2 separate regions of the Cyprinus carpio genome follow, and region 2 is linked to region 1. The links are chromatin contacts, called in public Hi-C maps. All regions are on one chromosome and are shown on one strand. Each heading gives the region's core, a stretch centred on a gene start, on an enhancer-like site or on the middle of the called end of the contact. The rest is flanking DNA. Distances are from core to core; before and after follow the strand shown. Region 1 overlaps LOC109083427 (rho guanine nucleotide exchange factor 10-like). Region 2 holds the start of LOC109060751 (kelch repeat and BTB domain-containing protein 11-like).

What was found. Hi-C and Micro-C count contacts between places; a contact is called where the count stands out from the background.
Region 2: a contact with region 1 is called in a Hi-C map of liver, with 3 times the contacts expected there. The contact joins the promoter of LOC109060751 here to the enhancer-like site in region 1. A contact is called at or near these places in 3 of 8 Hi-C or Micro-C datasets (liver and skeletal muscle).

The regions. Positions count from the first base shown.
Region 1 is chrB17:12,691,981-12,698,548 of ASM1834038v1, forward strand. It overlaps LOC109083427 (rho guanine nucleotide exchange factor 10-like), which reads left to right. Exons shown (of 28, transcript XM_042742324.1): 3 at 2,765-3,139; 4 at 5,662-5,967. Among protein-coding and RNA genes, the nearest start is that of LOC109083427, 18 kb to the left of the region's middle. Within about 2 kb of position 2,826, at least 2 of the 8 cell types and tissues checked have an H3K27ac peak or open chromatin away from gene starts, as enhancers often do. A contact at or near this core is called in liver, where this site is marked.
Region 2 is chrB17:12,726,598-12,733,165 of ASM1834038v1, forward strand. LOC109060751 (kelch repeat and BTB domain-containing protein 11-like) reads left to right here and starts at 2,311. Exons shown (of 2, transcript XM_019077906.2): 1 at 2,311-2,866; 2 at 3,454-5,907. The coding sequence starts at 3,746. The coding sequence ends at 5,836. It overlaps LOC109083427 (rho guanine nucleotide exchange factor 10-like), which reads left to right. Exons shown (of 28, transcript XM_042742324.1): 28 at 1-1,309.

The DNA of each region.
Region 1 (6,568 bases), core at 1,576-4,075:
TTTTAACATGGAGTCAGATTATTCTTTTTTGTTTTGTTGTAAACTGTTCATTCACATTACTGAATGTCAACTTGGGTGCATGGTGTTTTGTTTGCATGCCGAATGTCATGTGTAGCTGTAAGGCAGGCAGGGACACCGCTCCTATCAGCTCACAATGAATAAAGATCACATCCCATCTGTCAACAAATAACAGTGCCAAACTACTTTAAGATGGGTTTACACTGTATACCCACACTTTTTTTATCCTTTAAAATTGTTGCTGGTCAGATTGAATGATATGACCCCAGTGAGAACTTTGGCACAGGCCAATGTTCATTTTCACTTTTTTGTTTTGTTTTAGGATATTCAGTAGAATTTAACCATATATTCAAACACGTTATATATATTTCATCTACAGTGCCCTGCACTAATATTGGCACCCTTGCTAAATATGAGCAAAGGCTGCTGTGAAAATAAATCTGCATTGTTGATCTTTTTGATCTTTCATTAAAAAAAAAAAATTCTAACCTTTCATTGAAGTAAGTGGGGAGAAAATCTCATGATACAATAAATGTTGGCCACAATTATTGGAACCCCATGAAATTCTTATGAGTAAAATATTTCTGAAGTATATTCCCATTCAGCTTGAAACTGTCCAGCCATGACATCCTGTTCCATAGGATTATAAATATGAGGAACACAAAGGCTAAATTCCCTTAATCATCCATCACAAGCAGTGAAACCAAAAAATATAGTGATGCGTAGAACAAGATTGTTGAGCTTCACAAAATAGAAAGTGACTGTAACAAAAGAGCTAAAGCATTGAAAATCCCCATTTCCACCATCAGGGCAATAAGTTACAATCAACAGAAAATGTTATGAATCTGCCTGGAAGAGGATGTTTGTCTATATCATCCTAATGCACGGTGAGGAGGAGAGTTTGAGTGGCCAAAGACTATCCAAGGATCACAGCTGGATCTGTATATATATGTATGTATGTATACATGTATGTTTATTTATTCATTTTTTTCCAAAAAAAAATAAAAGCCCAGCAGTGGGTATTTTACATGTAAGCACTTTGTAACTGCCAGCTTTGTTCTATGATGTAAAAAATCTTTCATGTTCCCCAAACTTTGTGGCAACAGACCAAGATGTGTGCACCTGGCTCTAAGTGGCTTAAAATGAAAAATGCTTTACTGATGGAAGTAAGCAGAGGAAATTAGTCTGTCAAGGTTTGTGTTTGGAATCTCTGCTATTACAGTGAGCAACCTCGTACCAGCGCGCCATGGTGGATTTATCGACTTTAAGAGATAACTTTTTCCATCAGCGGAAACATGGTTTCCTGGGCAGAGGTCCAGAGTCTTTCAGTTTTACCACTCCTCTCATTATCCCTGTGAGAGGAAAAACAAACATTATTTAAGACTCCATGTAATGAATTTGAGTGGTTTAGAGATGTTACTGTCTGCATATGCAGTCTTATTTTATAAATAAACTGTCTGTAAAACTCTGTAGCAGGCTTAATTACTGTAGTCTAGTATAATGGCTACTGTGTGCACTTCAGCCCTTGAGGGAGGCTGCGATTGGACGGGGGATCCAGAGCTGAATGGAGGAAAAGGACTCTCACATTACTCACATTTCTAAAGAGTGAGTCACTGGGTCAAGAGAATCCATGAACTGCCAAGTGTTTGCTTCATAATAGCCTCACACCGTCAAGGTCTCCCTCCCTGTCTCTTCTCTTATTCCTCATTCCTCCATTCTTGGATGTCTTTCATCCATACTGTAAGGCTGCCATTTGGTTTTTGAGTTTTTTTGCTGATGTAGGATCATTAAAGACAGATTCAAACTCAGACAAAGCTTTCCTTAAAGGGACAGTTCACCCAAAAAATTAAATTGTCATTTACTCACCTTCATGCTGTTCTAAACCTGTATGACCGTTTCATCTTACACAAAAATGCAAATATAGTATAATTTAGAATATTCTAAATTAGAACATTTTCCACTCTTTTTTTTCTTGCATTAAAAACAAAGTGAAGTTTTCAGTGAGTTTTTCAAGTTTAAAAAGAGAACAAAAGCTCCATGACAGTATCACAGTACTAGTTCATACAACAACCAAATCAATAGCTATGTGATTAACAGACTACAGTGTAAGTCATACACAAAAGAAGCTAAATCATACAGGTTTGAAATGACATTAGGGTGAGTAAATGATAGCAGAATTTTCATTTTTGTGTAAACTGTCCCTTTAAATTTAGTTTAAGTAAGTAGCCTGTATTGCGATGGCAGCATTTAATGTACAAGCCAAACCACATGAGTGAGAAATCTTTGATCAGTGTATTTGAATTTTAGTTCTTTCTCTCTGTCTTTTGTTCTCTGGTCCCAGTAGACGTGTTTCCTCTTTAGCACTTCAGCCCTGTGGAAAATAAGCAGTGTGCTTTTTTGACCCGGTTTCCTTTCAGCGTGTTGTGTGCTTCCTGTACCCCAGTTTTGGTGTTTGGTTTTGTTTCACTGTTCCCTTACAACTTTGTGCCATATGTACAGTAACTCTTAGAGGCATTTTGAGGAAAGTGTTCTTGTACATAACCTTAAATTAAAATTTGCTCTTAAAAATCTGAACATGTGTTTTTGTGAACCCTGGGTTGGCAGAGAGAAACGTGGGGACAAACCTCAACCACAACATACTCCATTCACAGACTATCTAATTTTTCTAATTTATAGTTTTTACCATACTCAACATCAGTAAAAACAATGGAATGCAAAACACTTCTATCTCTTTCTCTCTCTTTAGTGTTGGATGACGAAGATGAAGGTGAGAAGTTTGAGTTTGACAACAGTGGTGATGAAGCCCCCGAGGCAGAACGGCCACCCCCTGAACCTGAGGCAGTCTTCATGCCTCCACCCTGCTCTTCAACAGCCAGGGACGCACCCGTAAATGGAACAAGTCCAAACCAAGATAACTTACTCACCGCAGAGGCTGATCTGCCCCCTCCACCTCAGGACTGCCCCACTAATAACAGCCCTTTGGCTCATGCACCCTTCCCACAGTGTGATCTACCACCTCCGCCCATAGAGCCGTGTCAGAATGCAGCAGAACGCCAGGACGGAGACCCTCCTCCACCATCAGAGGGCGCTATAGGAGCTGCTGTTGACAGCAAGCAGGACAGTAAGTTTACATTTAAGCACAGATATTAAGATGAATTATTTTATTTATGAAATTGATTTTAAAATTAATTAGTTAATTCTGCTTTTTAAAGAGAGAAATCACAAGATCTTCTATTGACCGCATAATAGTTTTTTGAAAAAAAGTCTTAATCTCAGATATGTTTCATCTTAAAGGGATAGTTCACCCAAAAATGAAAATTCTGTCATTAATTACTCACCCTCATGTCGTTCCAAACCCGTAAGACCTCTGTTAAGCTTCTGACCCTGCATAGACAGCAACACAACTGACATGTACAAGGCCCAGAAAGGTAGTAAGGACATTAAAAAGTCCATGTGACATCAGTGGTTCAACCAAAACAAAAATAATGACTATTCAACAATTTCTACTTTTCTGTGTCAGTCTTTGACGCGTATTCATGAGAGTACCATGACACATTGTAAACAAGGCGCAGTGAAATCCAGGTTCTATGTCAGAATACAATCTCCTGCGTCAGCAGCACCACATGCATGCATCATGATACTCTCATGAATGCATGTCGAAGGCTGACATGGAAGAGAAGAAGTTGTTGAATAAAGACATTATTTTTGTTTTCTTTGTGCACAAAAATATTCTCGTAGCTTCATAAAATTGCGGTTGAACCATTGATGTCACATCATGGACTATTTTAATAATGTCCTTACTACTTGAACGTGTCAGCTGCATTGCTGTCTATGCAGGTTCAGAGAGCTCTAGGATTTCATCAAAAATAGCTTGATTTGTGTTCCGAGATCAACAAAGGTCTTCTGTATTTACGTAATGTTTTTAGTGATTTTCTTTAGTACAATAAAAATATAAAAGGCAGTTAATTTTGTAAACATTTCTTGTTTTTTTTTTTCTGTACTATATTACACATAATATTTTTCACAGTATAAATTGAGTTTTTTTATACATGAAAATATATAGTACTTTTTTTTACATACTGTACATAATGAAGGGGCAGGGGTGTGTCTAGAGGGGTGGCACCACCCCCCATCAAAATATGCTTGGCCCCCCCAACAGCATATACTGATCAGAGTATAACATCTGCGGTGTGGGAGCATTTAGAGTGCATCTAAAATCTCACGCGCTGATGTCATATGCTAATCGGCAGCGCAACGCCGCTTGAAGTAGAGAACACCTACTCACTGTCTGGTTCACAGCCGATTAATTCCAATATGAGACGTCACTGGCACCAGCACCGCTTAAAATAGAAATCATTATGTTACGTTTCTTCCTGTTGTTTCAAACACTAAAGGCACAATCAGTAACGGGGGAAAACGCTAAAATGTGGGGTTTTAATAATGTTAGCATTCTTACACTAGGAATTTTAAAATGTAGAATAGTAAACACCTGTTTGTATCGAATTAACAAAGGTTTTTACGTGGTAGTCTTATATATAATTTTTTTTAATTTGCAGTGTCCAAGAACAGCTTCACATTTAAATGATTTTGTCTTTAATCTGATGCGAATATGGCTGTTAAATATACTATTGTGTACTATTGATGATTAAGTAGTTTTTTTGTTTGTTTGTTTTTTTAGACCAAATTTTGTAGGGAAACAAATGAAAAGTGGACAAAGTCAGGCACAGCAGCAACACATTCAAAGACAGTTAGATACAGTGCAGTGCAGGTCAGAGCCAATCCACCAGGCAGGGCCAAGTTGGCCAGCAAATTAGCAGCCCTGAACCTGGTAGCACAGGTCAGGCCCGGCCAGAGAAGGCCAGTGAGGACTACACCAGCAGCTATCTATCTGCAGCATCATGAACAATTTTTACAAAAAGTTCACAAGACACACACACATTGTCTGTTTGGACAATAAAAGAAGTGGAGAACAATTATTGTCTGTTCAGTGGATTATATATATTAAAAGAGAGATGAGTTGTCCAGGCGCTTGTGCAGTGCCATTTTTATGTCATCCCACTTGTGTTGGGAAACATGACTTTTCCCATGGGCCCCCCTGACTGGTTCTTGGTCCCCCATGTACCACCCCATTAAAAAAATCCTAAAATCATCCCTGTGAAGGGAGTCTCTAACAGCGCACAATATTTTGTTGTGATGGTTTATGGTGACTACAGTGAGTTTTATGCAATTAACCACTAGCCTTTGTGAGCATGAACCATGGAAATTAATTTTTTTTACAGTGTACAGTTATCAATCTCCCCACTAAAACAGTTTTGTGTATAACTGGAAATCAAATCTACAGCCATTTTGGTGGCAGCCCACTGCATCCAATTGCTTTTAATTCTTGCATGGTTTCTGAGGTTACATCTGTCTCTTTCTTTCCTTCCCTCTTTCTTTCTAACTGTTATTGTAGGTGATCTTTAGTTATTTGTATCAGGAATCCCTCCCACATAAGATAATATGAATTTACAAAGATTATTCACTAGTATAGCTGCATAAACTGAGATTTCTGTGTATTTTCCAATGGAAATGCAATTTTCACTTTCCTACAAGACTTACAGTCTCAGACTTTCCTGATAAGTCACTGTACTTTCTGATCAATAGTGAACAGAGGTGCCGGTGTGGTTACCACCTCTGCGTCCAACTCCAAGCTCAAAGTCAGCCCCTACTCTGTGATTGACATCGCCCCTATCCAGCAGCAGCTGCTGTCAGAGCAGAGCGGCCCTCCCTCCTCTCCCCCAGCCAATGAGAGTGAAAGAGGCATTCAGGATGTGCTCAGTAGCCCTGGGTTGCCCTCTGGGTATTCAGTACCAGTGCCCTGTGGTTATGCAACGCCCTCAAATGTGCCGGTGATCCCACCAACCTACACCACCCCAGTTATCATCCGACACTTCTCTATGGATGAAGATGGTAAAAAGAGAGATATTCCCACCTGTTTCCATTTCATTTATTCTCTCCATTGGTCTGGTTGGAATAGGGGTTCACCATCACCATACATATCCTCTCTCTTTTTACTTTCCTGGCTCTCACCTCATTTCTCTCATGCGCTCTGTCTCTTCTTTTTCTGAAGTTTTGCCATGAGGAAGTTGGGGATAATTTTAGCTGTGACTTTGGCTGTGATGAGGTTTCCTGTTTTCTCTAAAGTGTAACAGTAGCCTGAATGTTAACTACATTTTACACGAGTATTTTCAAATGTTTTTACAAAACCATTTCTAACATTTATCATAAATAGTAGTTGTTTTCTAAAACCACTTTAAAACTGGCTAGTCAATAAAGCAGTAGTATTATCAAAAGTATTATATTTTGAAAAATGGAAATTATGCAGTGTAAATATTAAATTAAAATCAACTCTTATAGTTTTTTGTTTCTTCAAAGTAGCCACCCTTTGCTCTAAATTAGATTCATGTGCACACTGTATATAGATTTGTTCATCGTAATTTTTACATACTAATTCATAGGTATGCTCAATTTATAATTGTAATTTCATGCATTTAAGCTTAACCCAAAGTTT
Region 2 (6,568 bases), core at 1,061-3,560, 34 kb after region 1:
CAAACACCAGTATCCATCATTCTTTTGTTTCTTTTAGTCGTCTAATGATGCTTTTACTGTATGTCTTCATTATAGACCATTGCACGTCAGAGAGAGCAGTTCCTTAGACTGACGTTGCATTCAGTCATGGGCTGACGGGGGGAAAAAGATTAAGGAATGAAGGGGAAAAAAAGAATGTGTTCAAGGAATGACCAGAACTACCAAGTACTCATGCATCAGAGAAATGAGTTTTACCACTTTCACCCGAATTAAAAGTTGCATTTGTGAAAATGTCAGTACCACTCCAGTGTGATAATATTCAGGTCTAATTGTGGTAATATAACATTTTTAACTGCTACATAAATACATTTCACAAAAAAGTAAAAAAAAAAAAAAAAAAGCAATGGAACATCTAGCAAACAGCACAACTTTTTCTATCATTTTCCACATTTTAAACATGCTTACAGTGCCTGCATCTGTTTAGCTCGTCATTTAATTTAATTCCAGTTGTTTTTCTTTAAAGATCATTTCATGAAAGGAAATCTCAAAATATTTGCTTCAAGGAATGGTTGTTCTTCTAAAAGAAGTCTTAAAACCTTGGTTGAATGCGGGCACATCTGAGGTTTATGGCCTTTAGATTGGCCTCTGTGATCAGCTACAACCTGTGACTGAATGACTTGAATGGGATTCTCTGGCGGGCCAGAGATTCCGTTTGGGTCCTAAAGTGAAGTTGGTGTCCTATGTTACCACAAGTTCAAGAAAAATGGCATTCCTCCATAACTCTAATTTAAAATGAATGCTTATCAATATTTAAAGGTATGGAAAAGGCATTATAATGATACATTGTGATATGTATTTCTGACTTGTATATTAACAAATATATACCATGTTTTAACCAGCATTCTTTGTATGTCTGTGCAAGTGTGATAGATAACCATGTGTGATTTTGTTTGTTTTGTTTTCAACTGGCCCTTTTCATTTTCAGTCCCTTTTTTAGTTTCTTTTTCCTTTTGATGGACTATAACTGCCAGCTCATACTCAAGGGAATGTCCCCAGAAGAAAATCACATTTGAGGCTGAACAGAGGTTGAATGGATTTCTGTAAAATGCACTTTACCAACAGCAACACTGATTTACGGTAAAATTGACATGGGCATGGATGGAAGGAAGGAAAGAAACTTAATTTAAAAAAAAAAAAAAAAGAAAATAAAATGTGTAGTTTTTTTCCTCTTTGTGTTTCCAGTGCAATGTGTTTGAGAGAAATTTGTCTTGATATATTCATTTTGCAAGCTGTCTGCCTAAAAGGGAAATTAAAAAGGTAATATTTATGATCCCTTTACTACGATGGTTGATTTTTATTGGATGTTTAGATAGTCACACTTGGATCTACACACTGAGTGAGAATATTAATATTTATATAAATGCAGATAATATTTAAACAGATTCTTTACACATCAAGACGAGAATCAAGCACTATGCACCCCTAAAATAATCCATTTGATAAATGCCAAGTGAATAGTTCTTATAATTATTGTATTGAGATATTTTAAGATCAAGAAAAACAGCTGATATCTCAGTGTTTATAAGAATCTTTGGTTTTGATCTGATATCTGCCTGTCATATTTTAGACGTTTCCGTTACAGATAAAGTCCTCAGTGCTATAAAAGCACTAGCACTAGGGTGAGATTTAGTTGTTCTGCAGGAGGCCCTTCCTCCCTCCCTCACAGGATGCCACACTAATATATGCAACGCTTTCAGTCTTTGTGGGCTCAAGGATCTTTGTGAGTCCCTTCAGACTGAGAACAGCTGATGTGTGTATTTAGAGGGCTAATAGTGTCATCTCAGTCTGACCATGTGCTGTCATGCTGACAGACAGTTTCAACTCTGATTTGTTGCTCTCTGAAATGAAGTGGTTACCCTAGTAACTCTCTTGTAGACCCGTGTAGCCCATAATATCAAGATGGAGAGTAATGGGCTTCCTTAATGTGCCCATAAAACTTCACCACATTTGAAAAGGCCAGATGAAGTCATGCTGTTCTTGACAATTTTTCCAGCTTTGCTTTTTTTTTCTCCTTCGAGTAAAACCTGAAATTACGTTTTTCTGACATTTGTGGGCTTTTTATAGAGTGGGCATGTATGTAGACATGTATTTTTCGTTTCATGTTGTATTTTGTCAACGATATCAAATATATTCAGTGTTCTTCACGGACTGAGCCAGTTTACTGTGCTTTAGAAAATCACTACATTTAGCTAGTAGCACAACATTTAGATAGTAGTTTTATTCAATATACGTTAAAATGCTCTGCGCTTGAGAGTTCCCGTTGTCCATTGCGCAACATCCTTCATTTGGCGGTGCGTCGAGCGTGCAGGAACGTCGCGTTGCGTCGCGCCGCGCGCTTACCGCGGATTTGATCAGCAGCTCTAATGTGAAGAGGATGAACACAAACGGGGGTGTGGTTTAGATCAATAACTACCTCAGCCTACAATAAAATAAAAAATACTGCAAATCACTCCGAGGGCAGAGAGGCGGTGTCGATCAGATCCGGAGCACAAGGGTGGCTTTATGGAATATATTTCGTTTTATTATTTTCATTGAGATAATGACATTTCGTGGACGCTGATTCTCCTGTCGAGGCTTTCAGACGCATACAGTTGGTCGAGGATGAGGAGGAGGAAGAGAAGTTCTCGTTGAACTGCCGTTTTATTACAATATGGGATGGACAGTACGTTCCTGTGAATGGTTAAGTGGTCTGTATTTGGGAAAACTCAGCCCTCACAGACTAATGTGTGGACTGCCTGCAGCGCGGTGTATTTAGATCTACAGTCACTGACTTACATAAGAGCGCTTTGTGCGAGGAATTGCGCAAAGAAATTCCGCCGTTTAACGCGTAAGTAACGTTACCGGGTCTATTGAATAATTTAGGATATAGTCAGTATAATTATTTCAAAGACTAACGTTACTTTATCTGTCTGAAAATGCCTCTTTTGCTAAGCGTTATTAATATATACCTATCTGTCTGCCGTCCAATATATATTTGTTTTTAGATCTATTTAAATTGGTATTTAAACAACTTATAATGACAGAAAATTAACTAAAGGTGCTGTTTCGTGATCTCTTTAAGATTTAATCCATAATGCTCTGTCAGTGGGTTTCCAAGCAATGCGCAAGCGCATTAGAGTGACTTAAATGGAGCATGTCAGTGTTTTGATCAGTGAGGGGTACAGTAACTCATTATGTGATGTTTATGATTTATTTTACTGTCACTGCAGCAGACAGATTATTTGCATTGTTGAAAGGAAAAAAATAAAGCTTTTTGCCCATAAGAGCACCACTTGCTATTAGTTAGCGTTAGAAGGTGTGTTTTAATTATATTTTTAACATTAACTTTCTAATCATTTGGATTAAGGTCTACAAGAAATTTGTAATGTGAGTGTAATTATATGGATGAATAACTTTGTCTTCTTTTCTCGGAAGGTTTGGCCCCAGTGCTGTGAACACTGAGGACAAAGGATCTGCTCTTGATATATGTTTGTTTTTGTTGTTTACCTGGATGAAATGTACACTGATGGAACAAACAGCAAACCTGTCCAGCTAGGACACACTCATGTTGTCTCTGAAAGATCATTACCCCAATAATTAGAGGCTCCTGAGCCATTCCTGAGGCTCACTGGGATTAATTTAGGTCTACTGCTGGGAAAGGAAAATTTTTTGAGTTGCTCTGAAAGCACTAAATGAGTGACATAAGGTGTACCACAACTACAGAAAGATGAACAACACTCTGCAAGACAGAAACATGTTCACAGTACAAGCAGACGTTATATTTCACGCGGCAAACCTTGACTCTCCAGAATCGCCTATCCCAGGCGAAGGCAACAATAACAATGTCCCGGCTTTGGGGAAAACAGGCATCCCGAGCATGGAAATACTGCAGGGTCTCCCGGGTACGTGGGATACGTCAGAATCAGGAGGTTTAACTGACAACAGGAGTTTGGGAAACAACGGCGCTGTAACAGGTGCAGAATACGCACAAGACGCTGTCTCTAGTGACAGTGGATTTCAAGAGCACATACAACCTCTGGACTCGTCTAGAGCACAAAATCTGGACCTTAGTTTGAGAAATATCAGTGAAGCTTCAAGAAACATTAGAGAAGAAACAAATGGCACAAAGTTAGCTTCCAGTTTCCAAATTGACAAATTATCCAATGTCCTAAAAGATGGTGAGGTGGTTCGGAGTCAGTTTGACATTAAAAATGTCTCCTCCACATCAGAGGACAGAAATAATTCCTATTCAAGCTCTCAAGAAACGAGGTTACTTGAAAAAACCCTAGGATGCTTTATAAGTTCCTCTGAAGGAGCAGATCAGACCAGCTACAGAACATTGTTCGGACAGACAAGGCTGGAATCGAGCCAAGGGCTAAAGCCAACTGGATCTGCAGTAAGAGAAGCTCTATCTGCAAAGGAAGAGCCGAATTTAGTCATAGAGGTGGGTGGACAGAAAATACAAGCACACAAATCAGTATTAGCTGAGAAAAGTGATTATTTTAAGGCTAGGCTCTCTCGAGACATCCTGAAGGTAAAAGGAATGAGCTACAAGACCTTATTGGTGCTTGTAGATTATGTTTACTCCTCCCAGATGAACGTAAGCAAAGACAATATTGTGGATGTCATCACAGGAGCAAAGATCCTGCAGATGCCCTGTGCGGTACAAGCTGCTATCGACACCATATCCACACAGATCACGCCAGAGAACTGCTATGAAATCCTAACGATCGCCAAAAAGCAGCGCTTTAATGAACTGAAAGAAACTGCCTATCGATTCATGAGCGACAACTTTCTTCAGATTCTGAGAGATCCGGCGGTCTACGGGCGCCTCACGGGCTCAGAGAGAGACCTCATACTGCGCAAACGGATGGAGAGCCGCCAGTGTCTGATGGTGGCGGAAATCAACGACGTGTTTGAGCGTGTAGGAAGTCGACCGCCCAGCAGAAACAGCAGCCGTCCCCAGAGTCCCCTCTCCATCACGTCTTTTGAGGACAATCACATGATCTACTACTACAATAAGAGCAGTAAGGACTGGCACACACTGACTGTCATGCCAGAAGACATCAACACCAGAGGCTGCGGTATCTGTACCATGTACAACTACTTGTTTGTGGCCGGCGGGATCAGGGGAACTGGGGAGAAAAGCAAAGTCTCGGACAAAGTGTTCTGCTACAATCCCATCACAGACCGCTGGAGCGAAGTCCGACCCATGAAGCAAGCACGATCGCAACTCAAACTTGTCTCCATGGATGGGAACCTGTACGCCATTGGTGGTGAATGTCTTTTCACGGTGGAGAAGTACGACCCACGAATGGACCGCTGGACGGCGGTGGCTCCTTTACCCAAAGGAGCATTTGCGGTAGCTCATGAAGCCACTACATGTAACGGCGAGCTGTACGTCTCGGGAGGGTCTCTGTTCTATAGGTTGCTCAAATTTGACCCCAAAAGAGACGAATGGCAAGAGTGTCCATACAACAACAGCAGGAAAAAGTCCACAGACATGGTGGCTCTCAAGAGCTTCATCTACCGATTTGATGTAAACCGTGAACAGGGGATCAGTGTCTTTAAATACAACACCATTGTGAAGATGTGGCATGACTGCGCCTCCCAGCAGCAGGGCTGCACACTGCCGTTTCGATGCGCTGTCATCGATAATTGCATCTACTGTGTGAATAAATCTCAAACTCTTCAGTTCATTGTAGAAGAGGATGGAGGTCGATTCAAAGACGAGTGTCTGAAAGCACCTATGGAGGCCAAAGGGATCTTATTCCCTTTTGTTCTCAGCTTGCCTGAGAGAGGTGGAAGAATTGCATGAGTAAGATATTTCATCCCTCGTATGACCCTTCAGAGTCGCTCCAGACCTGGAGAAAGAGAATGCCTGGTCAATATTTATAGATTAAACATTATCTCCAGAGAAGTTCAAGAAGCCAGCACGTAGTGCTTGAAACTGGAATGTGTTTCTTTGCATGGTAAGAAGAACATGTAAAACAAATGTATGTTTGGCGCCTTAAAATCACAGCTCCACTATTCAACTTTAGGAGGTGAAGAAAGTCATACATTTATAGCTCATATAGTCTCTTCCTTCATTTGTTTTGTGCACTTTGTATCGGATAGTAATTTAGGTTAAACTTTGCTGCTGGAATTTGCAAAAAACACTAAAATTCCTAAGGCTTTATAAAACCAACAGAAAATACATCAAAAAAAAAAAAAAAAAAAAAACCATCCAATAAAAACAAACTATTACAAAATCGATCAGACTGCAAAAGTGGTAAACACATTAGGGCCTTTCGCACTGCGGGAACCTTTTCATAGTACCAGAACTAATTGTGGAACTACGCACTTTTTGGCATTTTCGTACCGCCGGAACTGGGTGCGATTTTAGTACCGGACTGCCTTTTTCGAGAACCAAATTAGCTCCTACTCCGGAGCAGGGTCTAACCAGCACAACTGGTACTACCCGTAACGTAAGTAGACATTGATTGGCCAAACTCATACGAAAACGCCCTCCACAGACAGCCATGATTTAAAACGCTGTATAAACATACTG